Regions from separate parts of the Mus musculus genome. Here regions 2, 3 and 4 are each linked to region 1. The links are chromatin contacts, called in public promoter capture Hi-C maps. All regions are on one chromosome and are shown on one strand. Each heading gives the region's core, a stretch centred on a gene start, on an enhancer-like site or on the middle of the called end of the contact. The rest is flanking DNA. Distances are from core to core; before and after follow the strand shown. Region 1 holds the start of Fbxo30 (F-box protein 30). Region 2 overlaps Utrn (utrophin). Region 3 overlaps Utrn (utrophin). Region 4 overlaps Utrn (utrophin).

The links. Promoter capture Hi-C pulls out the DNA fragments that hold promoters and counts their contacts.
Region 2: a promoter capture Hi-C map of embryonic stem cells shows a contact between it and region 1, with 5 times the contacts expected there. The contact joins the enhancer-like site here to the promoter of Fbxo30 in region 1. A contact is called at or near these places in 9 of 39 promoter capture datasets (the 3T3-L1 cell line, the HPC-7 cell line, cranial neural crest and 6 more), 1 of 484 Hi-C or Micro-C datasets (embryonic stem cells) and 3 of 115 datasets of contacts at active chromatin or transcription factors (astrocytes and embryonic stem cells).
Region 3: a promoter capture Hi-C map of frontonasal cranial neural crest shows a contact between it and region 1, with 4 times the contacts expected there. The contact joins the enhancer-like site here to the promoter of Fbxo30 in region 1. A contact is called at or near these places in 6 of 39 promoter capture datasets (the 3T3-L1 cell line, cranial neural crest, frontonasal cranial neural crest and 2 more) and 3 of 115 datasets of contacts at active chromatin or transcription factors (all in embryonic stem cells).
Region 4: a contact with region 1 is called in a promoter capture Hi-C map of cranial neural crest. The contact joins the enhancer-like site here to the promoter of Fbxo30 in region 1. A contact is called at or near these places in 4 of 39 promoter capture datasets (the C10 cell line, the HPC-7 cell line and cranial neural crest) and 4 of 115 datasets of contacts at active chromatin or transcription factors (astrocytes, embryonic limb bud, embryonic stem cells and 1 more).

What each region holds. Positions count from the first base shown.
Region 1 is chr10:11,280,061-11,282,609 of GRCm38.p6, forward strand. Fbxo30 (F-box protein 30) reads left to right here and starts at 1,270. Exons shown (of 3, transcript NM_027968.3): 1 at 1,270-1,440.
Region 2 is chr10:12,607,234-12,609,782 of GRCm38.p6, forward strand. The region is part of intron 50 of Utrn (utrophin); the gene reads right to left. Among named protein-coding and RNA genes, the nearest start is that of Gm25139, 240 kb to the left of the region's middle. Within about 2 kb of position 1,263, at least 22 of the 459 cell types and tissues checked have an H3K27ac peak or open chromatin away from gene starts, as enhancers often do. A contact at or near this core is called in embryonic stem cells, where this site is marked.
Region 3 is chr10:12,574,970-12,577,518 of GRCm38.p6, forward strand. All of the region lies in intron 50 of Utrn (utrophin), which reads right to left. Among named protein-coding and RNA genes, the nearest start is that of Gm25139, 210 kb to the left of the region's middle. Within about 2 kb of position 1,277, at least 5 of the 459 cell types and tissues checked have an H3K27ac peak or open chromatin away from gene starts, as enhancers often do.
Region 4 is chr10:12,551,811-12,554,359 of GRCm38.p6, forward strand. The region is part of intron 50 of Utrn (utrophin); the gene reads right to left. Among named protein-coding and RNA genes, the nearest start is that of Gm25139, 180 kb to the left of the region's middle. Within about 2 kb of position 1,286, at least 28 of the 459 cell types and tissues checked have an H3K27ac peak or open chromatin away from gene starts, as enhancers often do. A contact at or near this core is called in embryonic stem cells, where this site is marked.

The sequences.
Region 1 (2,549 bases), core at 20-2,519:
TTGAGGTGGGAGATGACCTAGTGTCAACTAGGTGATTTAGAGAGGCAGAAAGCCCCAAAGTACAATCAATCAGTATGGGAATGTTGAAGCTGTAGAGAGCCTTTGGGATTCCCTGCCGCAGTCCCCTTATTTTGCGGAAGGGGATGTAATGGAAGGATGTGTGACTCAATCGCGACCACCTGTCATGCACAAGCAACTCTCCCACCATTTCATCTGTCTGCTTCACTTTTCTTACCTGGCCCCTTTGGGTCTCACGCTCTGGGCTGACCGAAAAGCGCCTACCTCCTACAGCCAAAGCAGGCAAAAAAAAAAAAAAAAAAAAAAAAAAAAAAAAATACAGCGTCCTAAGCACCCCACATATAAGCACTAAATATTTCAAAAATCTGAATGTCTTCATTAAACCAAACCAAACCCCTGACCTTTACAGTGTGCTCAGTCTTAAGCTCCCCAGGGTTTTGTGTAGTTGTATGAAAGTGCTGGTTTTTAAGGTGAAGGACGGTGACTCTCGTGAGCCACCGTTTCCAACAGCTGGGGAGTAAAACTGCAGTCACCAGAACGGCCACCCAAGGGGGTTTTCTCACCTCCGCCCCTCCGCCAGCCAGGGCCAAGGCTCCTTCACGGTGGCTTTGAGGTGGGAGTTGGCAGGAGGCCTCCAGACGGGGTGGGCGTCGGTGACATCACCGTCCCTCAGCCTCACGCCCGGGCCTGGCGGTAGTAACGGGGACGCCTACACGCGGGGTGTGTAGCCCTGGATGGCCACGGGAAAGCTCCGGCCCTAAGACGTTTCCCAGAAGCCGCGCCGCGCCCTCTGGAGGCCGCGTGGCTCGCCCCACCGAAGCCGCCCGCCGCGGGCTGACGAGCAGCAGAGCCCTTACAAGGGGAAACGGGTCACAGAGCAGAGCGGTCACCGAGTCACAGGGCTCGGGCACGTGAGGTGGTGGCAGTTACCACCGACAACGGGGGCTGACCTATTTCCTGCGAGTGCGCGCTAGGAGGACGGGTCGCGCTCCTGGGCCTGCGTCCTCCACAGTGCCACAGGGGCTCGGAGAGTCCTTCCAAAAACAAACAAAAAGCAAAGGCGCGAAAGGCGGACCCGGCAGGGAGCACCAAGGGAGAGGCTGCCCCGTGGGTTCTCTGCGCTCGGCCTGACCGGCACAGGACAGCGTGCGCATCCTCGCCCGCTGTGCGTGCGCGTGCCCGCTCACCCGCTGCCGGGCCGGGGGGCGGGGCGCAGCGGGGCGGGGCGGGGCGCGCGAGGAGGGCGGTGGCGGTTGGAGGCCGAGGAGAAAAGGCGGCGGTCCGGGCAGGGCGGAGGCGCAGAGGATTGGGACGGGACGGGCCCCGTGCGTGGTCCGGTCCGGTGCGGGGACGCTGCGGAGCCGCCGGGCGCTAAGGCCAGAGAAGCCAGGGTTTGAGCGGCGCTTCGGCCCGCGCGGGCTGGTGAGTGTGGCGAGGCCGCGGGAGGCTGGCGCGGGGACGCGGGCGGGCGGGCGGGCAGCGGCCCGGACGGCGCGGGCCCCGGGGGCGGCGGGGCCGGTGGAGTCGGCGCAGTTCAGAGGCTTCCGTCCGGCTGGCCCCGTCCGGGTCGCGCCCGGCCGCCCGTGTGGCCTGCCCTTGAGGCTCCCGGCAAATGGCGCCCCGACCCCCGGGGACGCGGAACCGGGTGAGACCCCCACCTCCGCCCCCACCCCCACTGAGCGCAGAGGAGCCCCGGGGGACCCCGGAATGCGTGGCTCGCACCCTCTGCCTCGTAGGGACTTGAGGAGTTTGGGCGCAAACGGGTTAAAGGACGGCGAGGCATCTCCAAGTGTCTCCGCGGGATAAGCGAAGTTGGTAACTTTTCCATTCATGGAAGTGAGAGGCGCGGAGGCTTAGCTGTGGCCCTGGTTAAAGCGAGACTTAGGGATCACCCCCCCCCCCCCCAAGTTCCTGGGTTCCAGCTCGTGGAGTCCCAGATTGGAAGCAGGACAGGGAACGCACGGCGGATTCAAAGTCACTCGGGGATTACATTTTAACCTCGACGGAGGCCTGTGTTTGCCGCGTTTCTCCTGCTCCCCTCTCCCTTCTTTGAGTCCCGTGGTAAATCCCGGATAAAATAGATGCTTGGGAAGGAATTGACCTTTTCTTCCATGATTGCTTTGTTGACTGTGATCCAAGATGAAGTTATTTACGGGCATTCTGGTATCAAAGAGGGTTAACGTTTTTAAAACGAAGTCTCAAAAAGTTTCTGAGGTTCTTTTTTTTATTTGTTCCCTGCTAAATTTCAGGCAAAGTAAGTTACATTAACACGCTCTGCACGCTTTTATGTTAGTTTTCCCAAACAATCCTGTGTTGACTGACAAAGAGACAAAGGATACCATGAAGTATCCCTGTTTGATTTTTCTAAAGCATACAGTTTCGTTGAATCACTCTTCTTTATGCTTAGTCACTGTTTCTTGCTGTAGTAGTTTAGTTGAGGACAACATGTTTTGCTAACTTCTTAGATCACCAGTTTATACCCGATACTTAACATAGGGACATAAGCTTTTGTGTGTGTGTGTGTGTGATTC
Region 2 (2,549 bases), core at 13-2,512, 1.3 Mb after region 1:
CTGGCCTCAAACTCAGAAATCCACCTGCCTCTGCCTCCCGAGTACTGGGATTAAAGGCGTGCGCCACCACAGCCCAGTTGCTCATTGTTTTTTCAACTTCAAGATGAGAACAAGTACCTAGGCATGCCCAAGACTACGGGTGATGAAACATCTACACAGGGGATTTCCTTCCTAGTACAGTGAAAATACAACGAATGATAACTAAAAGAAAGTATAGCAATGACTTAAGCTACTTTCTCTTTCTTTACCCCTCAACCGCATGGTTCTTTGTAGCTCAGGATAACCACTGTGACCACCTGAAATGAAATGCAGAGAGACACTGAATCTGGAATCAGAAAACCTGTCAACAGTGCCAGTTAAATCATGTACTGGCCAAGCATCGCCTACTCTGTGCCTTCACTGTGGAGTTAAAAGAGCTTGTTTCTCCAGATGTTACATAGAACTGGTGACAATTTTCTTTCCCAGACAGATGATAGGTAGGAAGATAGATAGATAGATAGATAGATAGATAGATAGATAGATAGATAGATGAAAGATATGTAGATAGATGATATATAAATTAGATAGATAGATAAATAGAAGATATATAAATGGATAGATGATAGATAAAACATATAAAAATATATATTAACACTATCTTAAAAACACATAGAACGTTTACAATCCTATTCATTAGGCGTCTCTGTCCGTGTTTCATTAGACGCTTTCCCATGGAGTCTAGGGTTGTTGCTTTCCTGTTAATTTTTATTGTGCTGTGGTTTTCTATGTCAACAGTTTTTGTTTTCCTAGTCCTTTTACAGTAGGAAAAAATACAGACACCATAAATATGGCCTGAGAAGGTGGCTCACTGGATAAAGTGCTTGACTTGAGCTTGATTCTCAGAAACCACAGAAAAATGTTTGTTGGGTATGGTGGTGTGTGTGCACTGTCTTTGTAATCCCAGAGCTAGGGAAGTCTAAACAGGGAGAATCCACCCCAGTCTGGACAGCTTGGTGAGGTCAGGCCAATAAAAGATCCTGTCTCAAAAGAGATGGTCACTTTTGTGAATGTGGTGTTGAACAGGTATGGAGCCCATACACAAATGTATATAAGTGCTTGGCCCATAGGAAGTGACAGTATTAGGAGCTGTGGCCTCCTTGGAGGAGGTGTGGCCTTGTTGGAGAAAGTGTGTCACTGTGAGGGCAGGCTTTGAGGTAGCATAAGGTCAAATGTGGCTGGTGTGACACAGTCTCCAACTGCTGTTTGAGGATCCAGATATAGAACCCTCAGCTCCATGTCTGCCTGCACTCTGCCATGCTTCCCACCATGATGGTAAGGGACTGAACCTCTATACTGTAAGCCAGCGCAATTAAATGTTTTGTCTTGTTTTGTTTTTTTAATAAGAGTTGTCAAGGTCATGGTGTCTATACACAGAAACTGTCTACCAATTCTATAATAAACATGCACAAATATGTATTAGGAGGAGGAGGAAGAGAAGGAGGAAGAAGAGGGAGAAGAGAAGGAGGAAGAGCAGGGAGAAGGAGGCACCCACCCTGAAAACCAACACCTTCCAGCAACTGCAGGGAATTGCCCTTAGGGCCTTACATATGTTAGGCAAATGTTCACCTGGCACAATACACAAAGCTTTGATACTTTAACATTTCAATACAAGACAGAGAGTCACTAAGTTATACAACCTGACCTTCAGTTCACTCTACAAACCACCCAGGCCTGGAACAATCTTCCAGCCTCAGCTTCCCAGTTAGCTGAGAGTACAGAACCTGTACCACCAGGCCTGACCCAACTACTTCACTTTCCATTCTAGAGGGATTCCGTTCCGGCTTTATCAGGCCATGCTGTCACAGCGGCCAATTATTTATTAAGCATTAAAAAGCACTGTCCGCTTCTGTGACTGAGCTTTGTTACAAATCAGTCTTTCAGAACTTCACAGACCTGAACAAACTAGAAAAAGAAAAATGAAAAGCAATCCTCTCCCACACTCCACATCCTTTCCAACTTCAATTACTTGGACTCATTTACCTTGCCTGAGATGAACAAACTTCGAGCAAGTGAGAAAACGACAATGGTGTGACATTGTCTATATTCTCCTATCCCTGCTAATTGCTTAATTTCCAGAGCTAAATATAAACAACTAACTTCCCTTTGAAAGGCCAGCAGGGCTCTGCCGAGAACCAAGAGAAAGCGGTTCGTGCCTATAGCTTTCAGATCCATACATACAGGCTGGAAATTTCCATTTGATACTTAATAAACTGCACCCCAGAGGAAACACAAGTCATCAAGCTTTTAGTCACGATGACAAAATAGCATTTTCTGAATCTAGAGTGCTATGCCAGCTCTCTTCTCAGAAAGAACTTTCTGTTTACTCCCTACTGTATCCGCGTCAGTCACGCAGAGTTCCAACTAACGTTTTTTGTTCTTAAAGAACCACTTAACTTTGTGACCGGCATTTGGGGGTGGGGGTGTTTTTCGAGACAGGATTTCTCTGTATTTTCCTGGCTGTCCTGGAACTCACTCTGTAGACCAGGCTGGCCTCGAACTCAGAAATCCGC
Region 3 (2,549 bases), core at 27-2,526, 1.3 Mb after region 1:
GGTACCAGGCTCTGCTCCTTTAATGGAGACAGTGCTGGCAGCACTCGATTCAGTGTGGCTACTATTTAAGAGCAGGGAGGAATTCCATGGAGGAGGCACATACAGCTTGCAGAGACCAGAAATTCTCTTCAATGAGTTCTTTGCAGTGATTATTTAGAGCGCCTGTGTTTTATATGCTGTTCCACCTGCATTTTGTGTTTTAAAATAAAAAGCAAGTCAGGTGTGATGGTTCTACCACCTAAGCACATGGGAGCCTGAGGCAGAGGGATCGAAAGTTTAAGACCAGGGTGGGACACAAAGGGAAAAAAACCTCTGTAGGGTTTGTTATTTGTTTGCTTGGTTGTTTGCTTGCTTTTAAAATACAGACTAGAGAATATGTTAGTCAGTAAAACTCTTGCATAAGGAGCAGAGTACAAATGCCTAATACCCATGTTAATGTCAGCCAGCCTGCTTGTAATCTCTGTGCCTAAGAGGTGGAGACAGAAGGTTTCCAGAGCAAGGGAATGAGCTATAATAGCCATATTGGAGAACTCTGGGTTCCTGTGAGAGACCCAGTCTTGATATATAAAGTAGATAGCAATTAAAAAAAAAGACATGAAATCAATCTCTGGCCTCTACACACATGTGCACATGCATGCATCTAACCCTTATAAAGGCACCTGTGCTCACAACACAGGTATACACATGCATGAGCATACACACACACACACACACACACACACACACACACACACACCCCGCTAAGCCTAATACAGTAACTTAGTCTGTAAGAAGACAAAAGAAACTAGTATTGGTGTCTATCCTTCAAAACTGCAGCTCCTATCAATAATCAGGAAGGGGTTTTGATTCCCCAGCCTTAAAACAAAACATGCATTCTATCTTTTGCAAAATGAGAGAAAATAAGTAGGGACACATGAAGTATCTGCTTACAAATGCAGAGTATTAAAATCGAAGGTAAGCAATGAGACTGGTGTCTCATGGCCAAGGAACAAGATCTTCAAAGACAGAAGTAATTGCTGCCTGCTGTTGTTCATATTCAATGTGTGTGTGTGAGCGCGAGTGTGCGCGTATATATGAAGAGAGTTACAAGTTCAATATGCCATTTTTCCATACACCTGGAAATCATGAGTCAATTTAACACTTGTAGAACCGTATTTCCATAGCCTAAAGGTTTATGCTGTTTTAAAAGTAAGGAGCCCAAACAGGATAAAGGCCCTGATTAGTTAATCCAGTCCTTAGCTTCAGATGTCAACCCCCCCCCCCCAGGATGGGGAGTAGGGCAGACCAGGCTCCTCTTACGGTATATAATAGGAACTGCCAATCATGTGATCTATAACCCACAGACTCCAGGAATCTTCAGTGAAAATTGAAGTTCATTATACAGCAAGAAGTCTTAATCGCAACATGCCAACTAAAATGAAATCAACAACATATTTCCACATGCTGGGGGACCACACAGTTTAGAAAAATGAGTTAGTAAGTTGGGTTAGTCCAGTGCAGAGAGCAACAGGAATGAAGAAAATTTCCCAAAGCATGTATGCAGTGGGAAGGAGCAGAAAGATGGGGGTTGGGAGGAGGAGAAGCAGCAGCAGCAGCAGCAGCAACAGCAACAGCAGCATTGAAAGTTTAAGTTCTAAAGCAACATCATGCACTGAACTTCTAAAGAGCTGAGCTTTGCAGAAATGCTTCTGGCATAGAAACCAATAATTTCAGGTTGACGTTTGAAGCACTTGGAGGTCACACGTGTCAAAGAATAGGTAGAGATGTGTGGCTCAGTGACAGAAATGGGGCTTAATATACATATAGTTCCAGAATCTACACCTGGTATTAAATCTTCACAGAGGGCCTAGAACCTGCCACTCCCCTCCCAGGGCTAAAATCATGAAAGAATACTACATAAATATAGATTTTAAAAGAACTGTATACTGAGACCAGACGTAAGAGATGAAAAAAATCAGGTTAAAAGTCTTGTTTACATATCAAAAAGACTGAAAGTAGTGATTCTAGAAATACTTGTTAACCAATGTTCACAGCAATATTGTCAAAACAGCCGGGAGGGAGAAATAGCCCAGTATCCACCAACAGATGAACCGATAAGCAAAATCTGTCACATGCATAATAGAACAAAATCCATACTGAAAGAAGAAGGAAATTCTGACACAACCTAGATAAATGTTAAGGGCACCGTGCTCAATAATAAACAAACCAGCCACAAAAGACAAAGATAAATATTTTGTTTTCCTTTATGTGGTGGACTTACTGCAGTCAGGATAGATATGGGGTATAGAATGGGGGTCTCCAGGGGCTGGCATCAGAGGACATACTGTTTAAATGGGTAGAGAGTTTCTGGTGTGGATGGTGAGAATGTTCTAGAAACAGATGCTGACCGCTGTCACATACCACAGTTAATATACTTAATGCCACTGAAATGTGCACTTAAAATGGTTAAAATCCTAAATTTTATGTCTTTAGCCCAGTTTTATAAATAGATATAACAGTGAACTCCTATAATCTACAGAGGTTCCTGAAAGCTTTACAAACAAAACCCA
Region 4 (2,549 bases), core at 36-2,535, 1.3 Mb after region 1:
CGATAGATCAACCTAAGCAACCCAGAATCTTTAGCTAAGTAAGACATGTTTCAAATTCAAGCATACAGTTCCATGAGAAAGCCAAGGAAGGCCCCGGAACCATGGAGAAGCACAGGAAAATCCAACCAATAAAATCCAAATCCAAATTACCTAATGAAAACCACATTCCAGTGTCAAAATGAAAAGGCCTGTATGGCTTCCCCATGAACTTCCAAAGAGCAGGCTGATAAAGTAATATTCTACATTTAAAAACTGTGTTGCGTATAGCTTGCTAAAAGATAACTTACTTGTAATTTTATAAAAGCAGCAAGAGATTATCTAGGGTTAACATAAAGAGTAGCTTTGGGGAACTGATATTTTCTCCTACAGTGAACTTAAGCGTTCCTTCCCTCTAAATACCAAGCTCACATGTCTTAAAACTGTAAAAATAAAGTGTTTTTTTTTTCTGCATAAAACCTAACAGATTTCTCCTGATGTGGCCAATACAAAGAACCCTGAGAAAAGAAAGAGATTTTAGGAGCCTGTAAAGCAAAGCATACGGGGGTCAATAGGTGGCCACAGATAAATGGCGGCTGGCCGATTCACAAAATGAACAGCTTCAGGCATGGGCAAGAACATTGTGCCTGCTGTAAGCCCATTCTGACTCAAGAAAAGACCCTTGTTTATTTCTTGTGAAGCAAATCACCTCATTTCTCCTCTTCATAACCTGCTAACTTGGAGGTCAGAACTAAAATAAAATAAAGTATAAAATAAAATAAAATCGCTCCAAGCCCCTAATCCCGAGGAGAGATTTCTTCTCATTGTCGCCTACCACGGTGGTTCCATTAGGAGACGCTACCCCATCCATTACAGCGTTCCAGTTCACATGGGCCGGCAGTGCAGTCTGTCAGCTGCAAGCTATTTAAGGTAATATACAGCCCCAAAGGGCAGAAAGTTCAACCAGGAGATGGAGGCCTGAGCCCCCTGATGAAAGGGGTGAAACCTCCTTTCATCCCAGGAAGCCGGGGCATAAGACTGTGCACAAGGTCTTATTTTATAATGTTCACCTTTAATAAATGCCACATCTATTTTGATAATGATAAGGGTGGGTGTTGGGAAATAAAAAAAAAAAACACCATTCATAAGAAAAAAAAGTTACTACTTTAGATGTTTCCATAGTTCATGGCCAGAAGGTTTTAACAGTTATGGTAAAAGCACAAAGAGCTTTTTTTCTTCCCTGGGAGAGTGGGGAAGGGGTTCAGGGGCAGGCCCGCCAGCTGATCCACTTCTGAATTAGCCAGCCAGGTGCAGGGGTCAGCTTTCCACGGCCCTCTAAATAGTTAAGGATTCAGAGAGCACTATAGTAGGTTATTCAGAAAATAATACCGAGACAAGTTACTGTCCCCAAAATATATCCTTCCCGAAAACAATGCAGCATCAGACAAGGGTAAAATGCTCTTAACAGCCAAGCCTCAGTGTAAGCGCATAGGACAGATGTGGCCACGTGACATGGAGCTTTAAGAAGAAGGCTCTGGAAGGTTTGGCAGCTTTGTGGGAATGCCCAGGTTAAAGAAATCAAAGTCTGTACACTTTCCACAGGAAGCACAAATACAGCGCCCCTAAAGACAGAGACAGTAATTTTCTTTGTTTATCTCTCTCTACTGCACCCACCCTCTGATTGACATGCTGTGTCTTTGCCTGACTCCTTTCTATGGGTGTTCTGCGCATTGAGCTCTACACTGGTTCTTTGTTTCTTCTCCACACTCTTCTTCTACCAAACACAGTCAGTCAACCCAGACCATGACACAGAAAATTGTGGGCTGTTTAGAGTTCTGCCTATGCCTGGCAGAACTAGGGTAACCACTCCATTTCCTGAAGATTACTAGAAACTGCCCAGTCTGGGGACAGAGGATAATTTTAAATGCTTATGACCTTTGACACAGAAATTCTACCCACAGGAATTCACAATAAGCTCCATTTGGACAGGAAACATGTAAAGAAATGATGGCAGATTCACGCATTAAGGAACACAGAAAAGTGGATAGGCTGGCAAATAAATAGTGCACAGAGAGAAATAAGCCATATGTGTATCTTCAAAGGGGAGGAGGATGATAAAAGCTTTATTTAGTAATAATCTATGGTAAACGGAACAATCAAATGATAGAAATAATGGCTATCACTCAGAAAAAATGTAGAAATGGACATGGAGAGATAAAATTTATCTTAAATCTCCTTGATTTAAATTGAAAAACATTTTTTTACCTGATCATGTAATATTTTTTTTCACACAAAATGAAGTCCACTAGAACACTCCCAAGTAAACCATGTTCATCCTTTTAGGTCGCTCTCCATACCACAATGGCAGCATCATTTTACTTGACAGTTAATAACACAGCACACAATCTTTCCCCCCCCCCTCCCTGAAAGTCTCAGAAGTTTTGAAGTGCCAGATGGTCCACCATTCTAACAAATCAGCCCTCAATAAAAACTGGCCTCAGCAGAACAGGGTTTACAAATGGCAAACTTTTCTAAAGGCCACAAGGACAAAGCCCTTTTGTTCTGAAAAGTTA